Regions from separate parts of the Triticum aestivum genome. Here region 1 is linked to region 2. The links are chromatin contacts, called in public Hi-C maps. All regions are on one chromosome and are shown on one strand. Each heading gives the region's core, a stretch centred on a gene start, on an enhancer-like site or on the middle of the called end of the contact. The rest is flanking DNA. Distances are from core to core; before and after follow the strand shown.

Region 1 (3,451 bases), core at 61-2,560, 510 kb after region 2:
CATGATTGAGCAATAACTACTCCTTGGCAAATCCTTCAGAAAGGCATCACCACACACACGTGGATGTTGACGGATCCAACCAAAGGTTGCACTTGGGATTTTCCCAACACCTTCAACAAGGGCACGACGCACCCCATGTCGACGTTGCCATCTCAAGACGAAGATAGGGGATCACGGGTTTTCACCTTGGATGCACACACTTGTTGTCGAAACCATAGTTGCCAACAACCGTTATACTAGTTGGCGATGACTCATTAGTCCCACTGTCGTGAGATGTCGGATACCACCCATGCCGCTAGAGAAAACACTCGAAGTAGGTAGATGGCTTTGCCGTCTCTGCTTTCGGACATTGCCGCACCGCCTCCAATCTTTGTCGGTGACGAAGATTGGGATGCTGGATGTAGGGTTACGGCCAAATGGGACAGCTGCCGCAGCCACCTTGCATATCTGCCGACCACATTCCAAAGCCGTCGTCCAAACGCTCACCACCACAGGTCAGACTCCTAGGCGGGAGCGACAATAAGTGAGAGTGAAGATGGACCGCAAATAGGGCTATCACCCGTTGTAGCCCCTCCGGCCCTAACGCACACACGCCAAATCTAGGCGCCATCTTGCCACAATGCCACCGTGTCTCCAACCGCCTCCACCCCACCATTCCTGCTATGACCATGGCCACATCGTCCTGGGCGCCGCCGCCGTAACCGTGCCACTCGCCACCGCCACCGCCACAAGCAAATCACCTTCCCATGTGACATTTACATGGGGCTGACTTGAGAGTTCTAGTTTGCATTCCTACAACTAGCTGACTAGCCATGCTCCATCGAGTTGACGATGATCTCCGCCGCACCGTCGCGGCCAGCCCCCGCCATCGTGGCCGTGGCACTCCCCCCCTCCACCAGCCTGCTCACCTGTCAGGATGTCTCTCTCTGTGGGTTTCCCTACACGTTCCAATCCAAAAGGAGAAACCTTTGTGAACTGTACCTATTCGAAAAGGCAACCAGTTATAAAGTCAGCCAGCCGGGCCGGTGGGGCCCACAGCCCACCCGGCGGCGGCCGTGCCTACCATTCATCCCTCGCCTCGCCAGCCCCTCCCTCCTTCCGTTGTGTACTTCCCTCCCCACCTCTGAGCTGTAGATGATGACGAAGGCCCCCATTGACTCCCCCAGCGCCCGCACCCGCGCACCATTTACCCCCGCCCACCGACACCCCGGCCCCACCGTATTAACCCCCTCCCACCGCCACCCCAGCCCCACCGTATTACCGCACACCCCGGCCCCCGCTGTCGCCTCTCTCCGCGTCCAGTGCGAACTGCAGTACTACTCTTCTCTTCTCTCCCAGCCGTTTCTCTTTCTCTCCTCACTCCCCACCTCCTCGGATCCCAAGCTGCGGGCTGCGTCTGCGTCGGCGCCGTCGCGGCTGCAGCCTAGGGTTTAGCGCGGGGAGTGGGGAAGCTAGGGTTTGGGTCCGACGAGTTGGGGCGGCGATGGGGACGGCGGGGAAGGGCGCGTGGGTCGTGCCGGCGCCGGCGTACAGGGAGGTGGAGGGGTGGGAGGGGTCGGGGGACGACTCGCCGGGCTACAGGTGCGGCCACTCCCTCACCGTCATCGCGCCCACCAAGGGCCACGGCCCGCGCCTCATCCTCTTCGGCGGCGCCACGGCGATCGAGGCCGGCGCGACCTCCGGCCTCCCCGGCATCAGTTCGGTGCCCCTTTTCTCTCCCCTCTCGCGCGCGCTGTGCTCGAGTTGAAATTCTCCTTCTGTTGTGCTCTAATGGTGGGTTTTTGGTCTTGGACTGAAGGGCTCGCGGGGGTGACCAACACGGTGCACTCGTACGACGTGGACAAGCGGAGGTGGACGAGGTGAGGCCGCTGCTCGACCCAGATTTTTGCTATGCTGCTTCGTCGGACGGCATAATTATAGCTCAATTTTGAGTCATATTCTGTTGCGGAGGCTGAATGTATAGATTGCGTCCGATCACTGGTACCTGTGTCTGGTTGTGTCAAATGTGGTGAACTCTGTATCTTATGTTCGAGCTCACCAGCAGTTGTTACGATTATATGCTTTACATACATCAGTTACTTTGCTTGGCGTTATTCGGTAGGCAAGCCGAATGGACTCGCAACGGTATATTCGTTAGGCAATCCGAATGGACTTGTAAAGCTAGATTAGAATGGACTCGTAATGCTTGACTTGGAACGGTATATTCGTTAGATTAAGTTCTACGTGCCTGCAGGTTACATCCAGCTGGAGAGCCTCCATTTGGCTTCATTACAAGGCATAATTCTGGGTCAATTTTAAGTCATTTCTTGTTGGGGAGGCTAAATGTGTAGATTGTGTCCGATTATGGGTTGTATTTGTGTCTTGTTTGGTTAAATGTGGTGAACCCTGTATCTTATGTTTGAGCTCACTAGCAATTGTGCACAATTATATGCTTTCCATACATCAGTTACTTAGCTGGGCGTTATTTGTTTGGCAAGCCAAATGGACTCGTAACAGTATATTCGTCACGCAAGCCGAATGGACTCGTAACGGTATATTTATTATGCAAGCCGAAATGTACTCTTAATGGTAGATTCGTTAGGCAAGTCGAATGGACTCACAATGCTAGATTCGTTTTTCGTAATGCTAGAATTGTATGGATTCGTAACGGTATATTCATTAAATTAAATTCTACATGCCTGCAGGTTACATCCAGCTGGAGATCCTCCATCTCCAAGGGCTGCACATTCTGCTGCTGCTGTGGGCACCATGGTTGTTTTCCAGGTATGAGGAACTTGGTATTTTTGAGTTTCGATTTGGTGCCATCCAACTTAGTTCAGTGGTGAGTGGTGCAATGTCTGTGCAGGGTGGGATTGGACCAGCGGGGCATTCGACAGACGATCTGTATGTGCTTGATCTGACAAACGACAAGTTCAAATGGCACCGGTGAACACAAAGATACTTTTTTTTTGCTTGTTTGTCAGTTTGCTCGCCTTTTTGGAGTTGATCTTTGGATGGGGATGTGATGTTTCCATTTCTGCCATCCGATGCAGGGTTGTTGTTCAGGGGGCTGGTCCTGGTCCTCGCTATGGTCATTGCATGGATTTGGTAGCGCAGCGTTACCTTGTGTCAGTCTCGGGAAATGATGGTTAGCTCTTAGCTGCAAAATTTACTGTATCATATATCTGCGATAATTACTTTGACAATTTGTTTTCTTACTATTTCATGGAACGGCATTTTATTCTGGCTAGCAGTATCCACATGAACTTGTCAAATGACTTATTTTTTTGGTACAGGCAAGCGGGTCTTATCAGATGCTTGGGCTTTGGACACAGCTCAGAAACCATATAAGTGGCAGAAACTTAACCCTGATGGTGATAGACCTTCAGCAAGGATGTAAGTGGATCCATGCTCTCCAGAGAGGTGGAGAATCAAGTCACTAATCATTGAGGCATACTTGCATATGTTATTT
Region 2 (3,346 bases), core at 59-2,558:
ATATAAAGGAAGACAAGCAATTTATCCCATTTTCCATCTAACTCCCCTCATTAATGAGAATCAGTCTGATGGCAAGACAAAGTTCTCAAGGAAGTCCTAGATAAATATAGTGCATTTTGGAAATGAAGCTACATGTTTCTGATTCCATCGCGACATCAGAAGACCCTATCACCCAAACAAACAACATGATACCCAATCATCAAATGTCACTCAAGTTGTCCCAGCTGAGTGGCCAGCTAAATATATCTAGCACCAATCTTGTAGCCCCGGGATAATACAAGTTGATATGCCATAATCATGCGTTCGTCTTAAAGAGAATCAAGAGGGCGTCAGACAGAGAAATTTACTAACCCACACGCATTACAAAGCGCCAAAAGCTAACGCTCCCAATTGCACAAAGATGCAGCCCGAGTCGAACCCAAAATCCGTAGCACGAAGCCACGAACCACAGTAATTAATTATTTGGGACCACAGCTAAATCTCGCCAATTCCACAAACCCTAGCCAAACCACGCACCAGACCAAACCCCGGCACCAGAGTCCCCATCGAGCTACACGACGCCAGAGCATCCAACCGAAACGCGCCGCATAGTGGAGAAGCACCGGCACGCACCTCGGCCGCATCGACGGCGTCAGCGGGATCCCCCTCTCCGCCTTCATCCCCGACCAGCGACGGGCCCTCGGCCCCTTCCTCCTCCTCCTCCTGGTCCGCGTCTTCGCCGCCGTGGTAGATGGACGAGACCGCGCGCAGGACGGCGGGTGGAAGCGGGAGGTTGCGCGACAGAAGGTTGAGCGCCCCGATGAGGATCCTGGCCTGCTCCGCGTCGCCCCCGCCGGCCTCCTCGGGCGCGGCGACGGGCGGCGCGGGAGCTGGCGCGGCCACGGCCGCAGCCGCGTCCACGGACGCCGCCATCGCTAGGGTTTCCGCCTCCAGCCCGCGCGGAGCGGTGGAGGCAAGGCGGTGAGGCGGGGGCCTTCGTCCCCCACTTCCCGGTTCAAATCGGAGCGCGGCAACGGCCGCTCGAAGCCTTTGCGGGGGCTGCCTTTACGACTGGAGAGGGGGGCTGTGTTATGTTTTCGCGCGGTGTTGTCAGAGGGGAGGGGGAGCTTCTTCGGCTTCGATGGATCGATCGGGGTCGGGGAGGCAGGCGGGCGGGCGCCGGGGCGGGGTGGCTCTGCGCTTCGGATGGGGAATTTAGGTTTTCCTTTTCTCTTTCGCTTTTGTTTTACTACGTCGGGATAATATACGCCAGATCGGGTCGGTTCGGGCCGGGTTAGATTTGCGGGACCGAACTGCGGGCCTAAGCCGGGCTAAGCCCAGGTCCACACCAGCTTCGCCATTTTCTGCGTGTGCGCTAAGGAGAACGCACGTTATACTCAGAAAAACAAAATGGAGAACGCACGTGCTCCGCCGCCTGGTGAACGCCAAATGTACCGATTAAGTTGGACTGTGAATTCGTAAATCTTAAATGATATGCCGACTCAGTTTTTTGGAGGTGCTCATAGGGGGTAAGGTATGCGTGTGTCCGTTCATAGGGATGAGTGTATGCGTGTGTATATGAACGCTTGTGTCTGTACTGATGTTAAAAAAAATTCTGTTTACATAAAAATATAATCAAATAAAAAATGTTAGTACTATAAAGTTATAGAACTTGAGTGAAAATGGAGATAATCAGTGGCAGGTGGGTTTTTTTGTGTTGGTCATTTTTAGGGGGGGGGGGGGTTGTGTTGGGCGAATGGCAGGTTTTATTTATAACTTGATGATACAAAAATCAAATGCAACCAAGAAGTTAGGTGAACTTTTTGAAGGGCTTTTTTTAGAACTATATGCAAACCTGGGTAGAGAAACTATTTATTATTATCTACATTGCTCATAAATAGGATTGAATTGAATGTGATTGTATGGCAAATGTTAATCGTCCTATCTGACTTTTGAAGAAGGTGTGTCAAGTACACTTGATCGGGTTCGATAGACTTGGCATCCTGGTCGGTACAGAATTGCCCTCATGAACCTAAAGTTATCCTCGGACTTGAGGCAGAATAATGGCCCAGCCGACCTTTCCTAAGGAGTCGGTGCCGAGAAGGCGCATCGCAGCATGCAGTTTCACGTGTCAGTAAACTTGTACTCCTTGGGAAGCATGGGTGGCACGGCGTATCACCCTTGTTAATTCCCTGCTACACTCCCTTGCTGTCAAAACCCACATTATGTATCACGGTCCCTTCCTTGCCACATATGGCAGCCGATGCTCCACCACCCTAGTGCCCAATTCCATGCCCTCCCAGTAGTAGTTTCGCCATCGTTGGCTCGCTATCGTTACGATTGGGGATCACGACCTCTAGGAGACGCAAAAGATGCTCAAAGTTCCTTCTCGATTTGCTTCCAGCGGTAGTCGGACCGTAACGAACCATCATTGTTGTCGGGACGTCAACTGCACTAGCGGGGGCTTCAGCTGCTCACATGGCGGGGCCTTTGGCTACGTTTGGCCGCCCACCTCGTAGCTGCATCGAGGATTTTTAATGCTCACCCCATTTTTTTCTTTGCTCCGGCGGTATCCATTCTAGCCTCGCCGACATCCCTTCCACATCCGTCGGCAGCAGTCCAACCTTGACAGAACGATGTAAGTACAACTAACCTCGGCTTTGCTCCGCACATGTAAACCGATGGACGACTCGTCTGTCATAAGGGTATTTTGGGGTGGTTCACGGCTGCTGTGCCCCGGCAAAATGTTGTGTTTTTGGCTAGGGCACGATTGATGCGAGGAAGCGCGACCACATTGTTTGTTGAGTCGTAGATTAGATCAATTCGCCAATTGGATTGGATAGCATACATTTCAAATGTGCATTTTTTGGATCATAGCAATGTGCATGTCTGCCCACATTGGTAGACCGTGCACAAATAAAATTATTTATAACACACACCGTGCTTTGTTGTGTTGTTATTGTGCATCCGTAGAATCAACAATGTCTTCATAGGTATGTTGCAATGTGCATGTGTACGAACGCACACCGCCAATGCTTATGTCTCAATTATTCATTCCCTTGGGCTTTCATGTCCATGATCATATATTGTCAGTTGATGGCTCTGTATTTACGCATTTTAGAGCTCATTTGCTGCATGTTCTCCCCATATATCATGTCACATTGAGCCAATTACATGTCCATATGCATGATTTCTTATATTTACTCTTTTCACCACAAGCATTGCATAATCTTTATTCTTTGTTAGTTTTTATTAATTTCTTTGTCTTTGTGTGTTTTGTAGGTGATATGGAACTCCCATGCACTTAGCACCATGAAAGGACTTCCAGGCACCATACTTAGGCATTTCAGATAGTGAAGAAATTCAT

Evidence for each region. A called contact is a pair of places that touch in the nucleus more often than the background predicts.
Region 1: a contact with region 2 is called in a Hi-C map of leaf, with 6 times the contacts expected there. The contact joins the promoter of LOC123111428 here to the enhancer-like site in region 2. A contact is called at or near these places in 3 of 5 Hi-C or Micro-C datasets (leaf and an unstated tissue).

What each region holds. Positions count from the first base shown.
Region 1 is chr1B:125,255,464-125,258,914 of IWGSC CS RefSeq v2.1, forward strand. It overlaps LOC123111428 (serine/threonine-protein phosphatase BSL1 homolog), which reads left to right and starts at 1,311. Exons shown (of 21, transcript XM_044532236.1): 1 at 1,311-1,697; 2 at 1,799-1,859; 3 at 2,685-2,763; 4 at 2,846-2,925; 5 at 3,033-3,127; 6 at 3,276-3,375. The coding sequence starts at 1,484.
Region 2 is chr1B:124,744,348-124,747,693 of IWGSC CS RefSeq v2.1, forward strand. It overlaps the pseudogene LOC123111419. Among protein-coding and RNA genes, the nearest start is that of LOC123077678, 39 kb to the left of the region's middle. Within about 2 kb of position 1,309, at least 3 of the 8 cell types and tissues checked have an H3K27ac peak or open chromatin away from gene starts, as enhancers often do. A contact at or near this core is called in leaf, where this site is marked.